Regions from separate parts of the Pan troglodytes genome. Here region 2 is linked to region 1. Evidence: chromatin contacts called from public capture Hi-C data. All regions are on one chromosome and are shown on one strand. The core of a region is the stretch at or near the end of the contact, and the rest is flanking DNA. Distances in the headings are between cores, read along the strand shown. Region 1 overlaps GLI2 (GLI family zinc finger 2). Region 2 has its middle 210 kb from the start of TFCP2L1.

Region 1 (3,737 bases), core at 395-2,894:
TGCCATGTGGGAGTTTTCAGGCAGGGCATCTGGCCATCTGCTTTCAAGGACCACAGGCATTGATTGGGGGCCAGCGTCTGAGGTGTGCTTGGGAAGCCAGGCATCTTCCCACAGTGTCACTGGCACCTACGGAGGAAAAACGTGGGTGTGTTGGATGAGTGTTTTTACCATGTGTTTCTGCATCTGCGTCTCGGGCCCGGATCTCTCTTCTGAGCCCTGGATCTCTCCGTCCAGCCCTTGCGTGAGCCCCAGGCATCTTGGATGTGCCTCGCCTGACACAGACAGACCGTGGCATCTTCCCCCAGCACCTTGTGCTTGCTCCTGGGCAGGGTCTCCTGCCTCAGCAAGGGCACCGCCATCCACCCAGCCAGCAACGTCCAGGGTTCCTTGGGGCCCTGGGTCCACCCACCAGGTGCGGCTTGGGGCCAGCATGCAGGCTACCGCAGTCCCACTCCAGGCCCCTTTATTTCCTGTCTGTCTCAGCAGCTCACTAAGCAGGCTCCCGGCCTTTCCACCTCTGCCTCACCCACTCACGCCCCTCAGGAAGGCTAGTATGAGCTCTCTGGAGCGCAGGTCTGACCCTGCCACTCCCTTTCATAAATACTTTGGGGCTGTGCCCAGTGGTTCATGCCTGTAATCCCAGCACTTAGGGAGGCCAAGGTGGGAGTATCACTTGAGTCCAGGAGTTCGAGATCAGCCTGGGCAAAATAATGAGACCTCTTCCCTACACAAAATTTAAAAACTTAGCTAAGTGTGGTGGTGCGCGCCTGTGGTCCCAACTACTCCAGTGGCTGAGGTGGGAGAATCACTTAAGCCCAGCAGGACAAGGCTGCAGTGAGCCATGATCAATGACACTGCACTCCAGCCTGGGCAAACAGCAAGACCCTGACTCAAAACAAAACAAAACAAAACAAAAACCCAAAACCAACACACACACACACACACACACACACACACACACACACTTTGGAAAAATGAGAATAGGGGTTCCAAGACCCTGTCTCAAAAAAAACCCCAAAACCAAAACACACACAGACACACACACACACACACACACACACACACACACACACACTTACTTTGGAAAAATGAGAATAGGGGTTCTCACCTCCTGAGGCCAGCATGAGGATGGCACGCTAATGCGTGTAAAATGATCTGGTATATAACAGGTGCTCAGTAAATGGAGTTACTTCCCTTTTTCATTTTCTTAGAGCCAAAGAATGACAGAAGTTCGGTTTTAGCTCATGGCCCTGTGTGATAATAATGATCATTTGAATGTGAATGATAGTGTCCCACACGTGAGGCCCCGCTCCCACACATGACCAGGTAGAGGGGAGTTTGGTGCTAGCAGATTCTCCCTCCTCCTGTGTCTGCCATCCTCCAACTCCAAGTACAGAGGCCTCAGCTTCCAGGGAGCAGAGGCGATTTTATTTTTAATCCTCCCCGTGCCCTCAAGCCTGAGTCCCTCTGCCCACCTGCTAGACGCCTCCTGCTGCCAGCAGCTGCCTCAAGGGCCCTGTGTGCCCGAGTGGGCACTGGACGCTGCCTGTTGCTATGGCTGCCCCGCCCCCGGCCCCGAGGCCTCTGAGGCAGTCGGTGAGATGAACATGGGATCAGTCAGTGAAGGGCCATGAAAACACACGCTGCCCCAGAAGGGACGGGTGGAAAGGCCTTGTCAGCATTTCCGAGGCTGGGGTGGCCAGGCTCAGGGGAGCCACCCTTGGAGGGCAGCCTCCCCAGAGGCCAGCTGTGAGACTGCAGCTGCTGCCTTTGAGGTTGAGGGGCCATTTACAAAGCCCAGTGAGCTTGGCAATGTAGCTGCAGCTTCACTCTCTGGAGCAGGCATCTGACAACATGGCCCTGTGACAATGACAGTGTCTACTTACTGGGTCTCTTCCACGGGCCAGGCCCAGCAACAGAGAAAGGCATACAGAGAAAAGTTCACCCTCTAGGACCCGGTCTGCATGATGTGCAGAAGGGAGATCTCTTCCCTGGGGGTGATGAGATCGGGGAAAGCCTCCTGGAGGTTGTGACATTTGAGCTGGATTTGAAAGGCAATAAGCTCTGGAGGGGCAGTGAGGTTGGGGTGGGAGGATTCAGCAGACACTGAACACTTCCAAGATGGAAGGCAAGAAATGAATGGAGAGGGAGCCGGGAGCAGCCCAGCTGTTAGGATAGTGGGGAAAGCAGGAGTGACGCCGGCTGATGATGCTCCCGCCATGGCAGCAATGGTGAGAGGTGGGGGCTGTGGGAGAAGATGACAGGAAGAACCCCACCTTCCGGCCCAGGGGGTGAGCAGATGTTGGGCCCCCACGCGCCACTCTCCCAGCAAGGAGGCGAGGCAAGGCTGAGCAGAAGCCTGTGGCTGGCAGGACAAACGCTTGCTGGCTCCGTGCTGCCCACTCTAGCTGGACTCCGACGGCCGCCCTAATGTCACTCAGCTTAGGGGCGGGTGAACTGCGGGGACCCAGCCTGATTAAATCCACTGTCTCAACCCAGGCCCAAGCTGTATATCTCCAGCATGGGGGAAGTGACACCTCACAGCCTGCACACAGCTTCATTTCTGAAAAGAATGTGTGAGGGGGAAGGTCAGGAGACAGGCACAGCCGTAAATTTGATGGAAGGTTTAGCTGGAAACCCCATTAAATCCACACACGGCTCAATGCTGGGCAATGTCCTTCCTCCGAGTCTGCTGAATGGGGCCAGGGAGGTGAGGGACTCACTAAGTAATGTCCTCATTTTTTGGTGTCTCCTATTACCCAGGGGATGAAAAACCCATTACCCATAAGGTTTAGTGGCACTTGGTCCCAAGACTGCAATACTGTCCTTTACCTATGCTCTCCCCTTGGCCCGCACATGGGCGCGCAGCCTCTGCTGGTCTCTCTGTCCACTCCGCCATCCGTGCTGACGACCTCACTCTCCCTGCAGCCCACGCCTGGGTCTCACAGACCCTGGATCCTGCTCCCCAAGGATGGGCGCTCTCTCCCCTTCATGGTGTGGCCTGGCAAAGTGTGACCTAGGCCAGGAAAGCTGGTCTTCTGTGGTTGTGAGCCCAGCACTGAGCTGCCCCTGGCCCCTAAAGTCTCCCCCAGGGCTGGGGCTGCCCTAACTTCAGGTGGTGGCTATGCAAAAGTATGAGCAGGAACACAGGGGTGGCCTGCGGAAGGGTGCAAATCCCCACTCCCCAAAATCAGGCCTCCACACACTCATCTGCTGGGGGGGTCTGAAGCACAGACAATTTTCCGTGGAAGGGAGTCCCCCGTAGGGATAGGGGCTAGAGGCCTGGATCTAGGGGCTTTCTTCTACCTCCCCGACTCTCCCACTCCCTACCCCCACCACCAGGGGCCAGAGGCTACCTATCATTGCAAGTATCCCCCATCCAAGACTCAGCCAAACAACCACACAGAATAGTGAGGATGACAGAAGTGGGCTCAGATCTGAGCTATGTGACCACAGTGAATGACTACACTTCTCTGAGCCTCGGTTTCCTCATCTGTTAAACAGGATTACAATAATAACTACCCTCATGAGACTGCTGTAGGGACTTAAGGGGTCAATGTAGCAAATGCTCTACAAATACCTGCACACACCAGAGCTTCCTGTACAGTGCGGCTGTCTTCTTCAAGGTTATCGTGGGTTTGTTTGTTTATTTGTTTGTTTGTTTTGAGACAAGGTTTCGCTCTGTCACCTGGGCTGGGGTGCAGTGGTGCGACCTTAGTTAACTGTAGCCTCAACCT
Region 2 (3,737 bases), core at 795-3,294, 190 kb before region 1:
TTTGTGTGTCTGTGTGTGTCTGCGTGTGTGTCTCTGTGTCTCTGTGTCTGTGCGTGTGTGTCTGTGTGTGTGTCTCTGTGTCTGTGTGTCTGTGTGTGTGTATGTGTCTGTGTGTGTGTGCGCGCGCATGTCCTCTCACGTCCCAATGTTCCACTTCTCTGAACTCTGACTGGTGCAGGTGGCAGAGCCTGTAGGAATGGAATGGGAGGAGATGGGAAACCCTTGTGGGATGGGAACTGTCTGGTCGGGTTCTGCAGACTACGTGGGAAAGTGGAACACAGTGATCCTGGCAGAGGGAACAGCATGTGCAAAGACCAGGGGGTAGTGGGGCACAGTGCCTGAGCAGCCGTGGGTTCCTGTCCCGCCCAGAAGAGAAAAGGTCTGCAGAGGAAGCAGCGGCTGCCTGAGTGGAGCCCAGCCCGGCAGTGGGCAGTGGGAGCCAGGCTGGGCTTTCCTGCAGGAGGCACCACGTGGTTGCTGCAGATGAGAGAGGGTGATGCCCCCAGGAACTCCAGGCTGGCAGGGGTTAGGGACGGAATTGACGTGGGCTGTACGGCGTTGGCCTAGTTCCTTGTTGGGGATACAATCAGGCGGGAGCGGCCTGTCCCTTAGGATACAATGACTGGGCTATAGCAGTCGTGCTCTTGATCAAGTTAAAAAGTGGCTGCTGGTATCACTGGCCCCCACCAAGTCGGGGAAGCCCTGCTCCCCATCACTCTGGAGAGCTGTGTATTTTCCCAAACTCCAAGCATTGGTGCTGAGACCGCTCCCGCAAAAAAAGCCAGAGAAGGGTAGCTGGGCTTCCCCCAACTCCAAGGGGTTGAACTAGCGACCCTTCAGGAGTCTCAGAAGACCCCCATTGTGCATTCAGGGAAATGGGAGCCCAGGGAGAGGATGGGCCCTGCCTAAGGTCACCCAGTGAGTTGCAAGAGCTGGTAAGAGCCCAGGTCTCCAGATGCCTGCCCAGCAGCAGTGCCAGGGGAAGGAGACGTGGGGCCAAGGCCACCCGTTGTGCAGAGATCAGGAACAAGTGGTGCCGGGGCGAGACTACCCACAGGGGAGCACCTTCTCTGAACTCCAAGGAGCCACGGGCCCTGAGCCTCTCTCCCTCTCGTGGGGACTCACCACCTTGAAAGAGATGGACCCAGAGGTAAATGACAAGATGACACCATAAATGCCACAACGCAGGCACTGGGGGAGAACAGGGGAAGCAGCCACCAATCCTCCCTTATAAGTATTCAAATTCCACTCATTCCTTCATGCAGTAACTAGCTACTGAGCACCTAGGATGTGCAGGGCTGGATGGGGCTGGGGACACAGAGCTGAACAAGACAGCCCCCCTGCCCCCGTCTTGGAGCTTGGCATCCTAGCACATATTAATATATAGTATTCGTACACTGTGTAATGTAATGCTGGTAATAACTTCCATAAAGATCCCTCACAGCAGTCTGAGAGGGCGGAGTGATGGGGACCAGGGACCCTTGGCCCAGGAAGACAAGGACAGCCTCTTAAAGCAGTTGCCATTTGAGTCGAGACCTAAACTCTGAGAAGGAGGAGGCATGTGGACATTTGGAAGCAGATGTTTTTAGGGAAAGAAAACAGTGAATGCAAAGGCCCTGGGGTGGAGGTGAGCTCAATGTTTTGGAAAGAAGGCCCAGTCGGCTAAAGCGGAAGGAGCAGAGGAGGCCCTAAAAGGTGACCTGGGGACATAGGTGGGTTGGACTGCAGAGCCCCGTGGCCATGGGGACGTGCCTGATGTACATTCCAGGGAGCTCCTCTGGCCTCTGTAGGACAATGGGCTGTGCACCCACCTGGTGCTGATGGGCACCACGGCTCTTTCTATGTTTGGGTACTCAGTTGGAAACCCAGAACTTCTGAGGTGTTACAACCTGGGGCGCCTGTGCCTTCAGCCTGTCTAGCAGTGTGGCCTGGGCAAGGCCCTTCCCAGAGCCCAGTCTCTGTCAGGCTGGAGGGTGGGTGATCCAGCCACACAGTCACAGTAACAGCCTGCTCCCTCCGGAAAAGGCCTCTGTGGCCAGGGACAAGCTGCTTTCCCCGCTATGTGGAGTGCTGAGGCTGGATGATCGGCAGGAAACGGGCGGGCAAGGGCTTTGACGCCTCTGGGCTGGAACCCCTGGGCTGTCTTGGGGAAGCCCTGGGGGGAGCGGAGGTGGTGCTGGGACTGGGACCCCTCCTCCCGTCTGCCCTAGGCTGGCAGTTGGTGCTGGGCACCACTGCCCTTCTTTCACCAGGAGGCGCTGGCGGGCTTTTGCACTCTGTTTTCCTACCTCTCCTCGTCCTTTTTTTTCTTTTCTTTTCCAATTAAAAATCATCCTTGTAGGGTCCATTTTCGAACAGATTTTGGAACAGTCTCTTTGAGAAATCCAATGCACTTTTTCTTGAGACAGGGTCTTTCTCTGTCACCCACGCTGGAGTGTGTGACGTTTGCTTACTGCACCCTCAACCTCTGGGCTCAATCTTCCCACCTCAGCCTCCCAAGTAGCTTGCACACCACTGTACCCGACTGATTTTTTGTTTTTTTTTTGTAGAGACAGGGTCTTGCTTTGTTGCCCAGGCTGGTCTCAAACTCCTGGGTTCAAGTGATCCCGCCACCTCAGTCTCCCAAAGTGCTGGAATTACAGGCGTGACCAATGTACCATTAACTTTGGGATTCAGAACTAACTCAGGAAGCTTCCAGCCACCCAGCTGAAGGCCAGGCCTGGGTCTCACCCGGTAGCCAGATCCTGGCAGGGGGTGGGGGCAAGGGCGGTTCTGGGATCCCTGTGGACTGGACCCACAATACTGACTTCTGACATTTGTTGGTTTTTTTTTTTTTTTGAGACGGAGTCTTATTCTGTCACCCAGGCTGGAGTGCAGTGGCGCGATTTCGGCTCACTGCAACCTCTGCCTCCTGGGTTCAAGCAATTCTCCTGCCTCAGCCTCCTAAGTAGCTGTGATTACAGGCGCCCGCCACCAGGCCCGGCTAATTTTTGTGTTTTTAGTAGAGACGGAGTTTCACCATGTTGGCCAGGCTGTTCTCGAACTCCTGACCTCAAGTGATCCACCCACCTTGGCCTCCCAAGGTGCTGGGATTATAGGCGTGAGCCGCTGTGCCCGGCCTGACATTTGTTGGTTTTAATAAGCATGAAAGGAATTCCAGGGCATCTGTCCTCCACCCTGCCCCATTGGCTGGCCTCGAACCCCAGCGGAGCCAGAGTTGGAGAGTATTTTCCGTGAAAGATTTCCTGGGTTTTGGGGACAAATTGGGCTGCTCTCAGGAGTGGGGGACAGAATGGGGTGCGAGGTGGGGGCAGGGGGCCTTCTTCGTTCTACTTCCTGCTCGGAAATATTTTAGGGACTTGCTATTTTAGTAAAGGCATTAATTGGGCACATATTTACCATCCTGCTGTTTTTAATCACAATGTCTGTGAATTTCCCTCAGTGTGAGAGGGGCCCAGACTTCAATTTCCTGTCCCTTCAATGCTTGCAGAAGATGGAATATTCCAGCACATGTGCAGGATCCATGCTAACTAAAACATAGTTATCCTCCACCACAGAACCACAGACAGGGCACAAGGACAGGGGCAGCTGAGGGTGGGTTCCTGATTCCCAACGTGGGATGGGCGTACGCCACCCCCTCCACCAAGGCATGGGGCTGTGTTCGCAGCTGACAGTATGGTCATGCGAAGGAGTTTTGCAAATGACCTTGGCCCTGGATGCGCAATGACTGAATGAAG

What was found. Capture Hi-C pulls out chosen DNA fragments and counts their contacts.
Region 2: a contact with region 1 is called in a capture Hi-C map of stem cell-derived neural stem cells, with 2.8 times the contacts expected there. The contact joins two enhancer-like sites. A contact is called at or near these places in 1 of 7 Hi-C or Micro-C datasets (stem cell-derived neural progenitor cells) and 1 of 1 other capture datasets (stem cell-derived neural stem cells).

Annotation. Positions count from the first base shown.
Region 1 is chr13:21,567,083-21,570,819 of NHGRI_mPanTro3-v2.0_pri, reverse strand. All of the region lies in intron 2 of GLI2 (GLI family zinc finger 2), which reads right to left. Among named protein-coding and RNA genes, the nearest start is that of GLI2, 150 kb to the right of the region's middle. Within about 2 kb of position 1,644, at least 1 of the 24 cell types and tissues checked has an H3K27ac peak or open chromatin away from gene starts, as enhancers often do. A contact at or near this core is called in stem cell-derived neural stem cells, where this site is marked.
Region 2 is chr13:21,753,113-21,756,849 of NHGRI_mPanTro3-v2.0_pri, reverse strand. No RefSeq gene overlaps it. Among named protein-coding and RNA genes, the nearest start is that of TFCP2L1, 210 kb to the left of the region's middle. Within about 2 kb of position 2,044, at least 1 of the 24 cell types and tissues checked has an H3K27ac peak or open chromatin away from gene starts, as enhancers often do. A contact at or near this core is called in stem cell-derived neural stem cells, where this site is marked.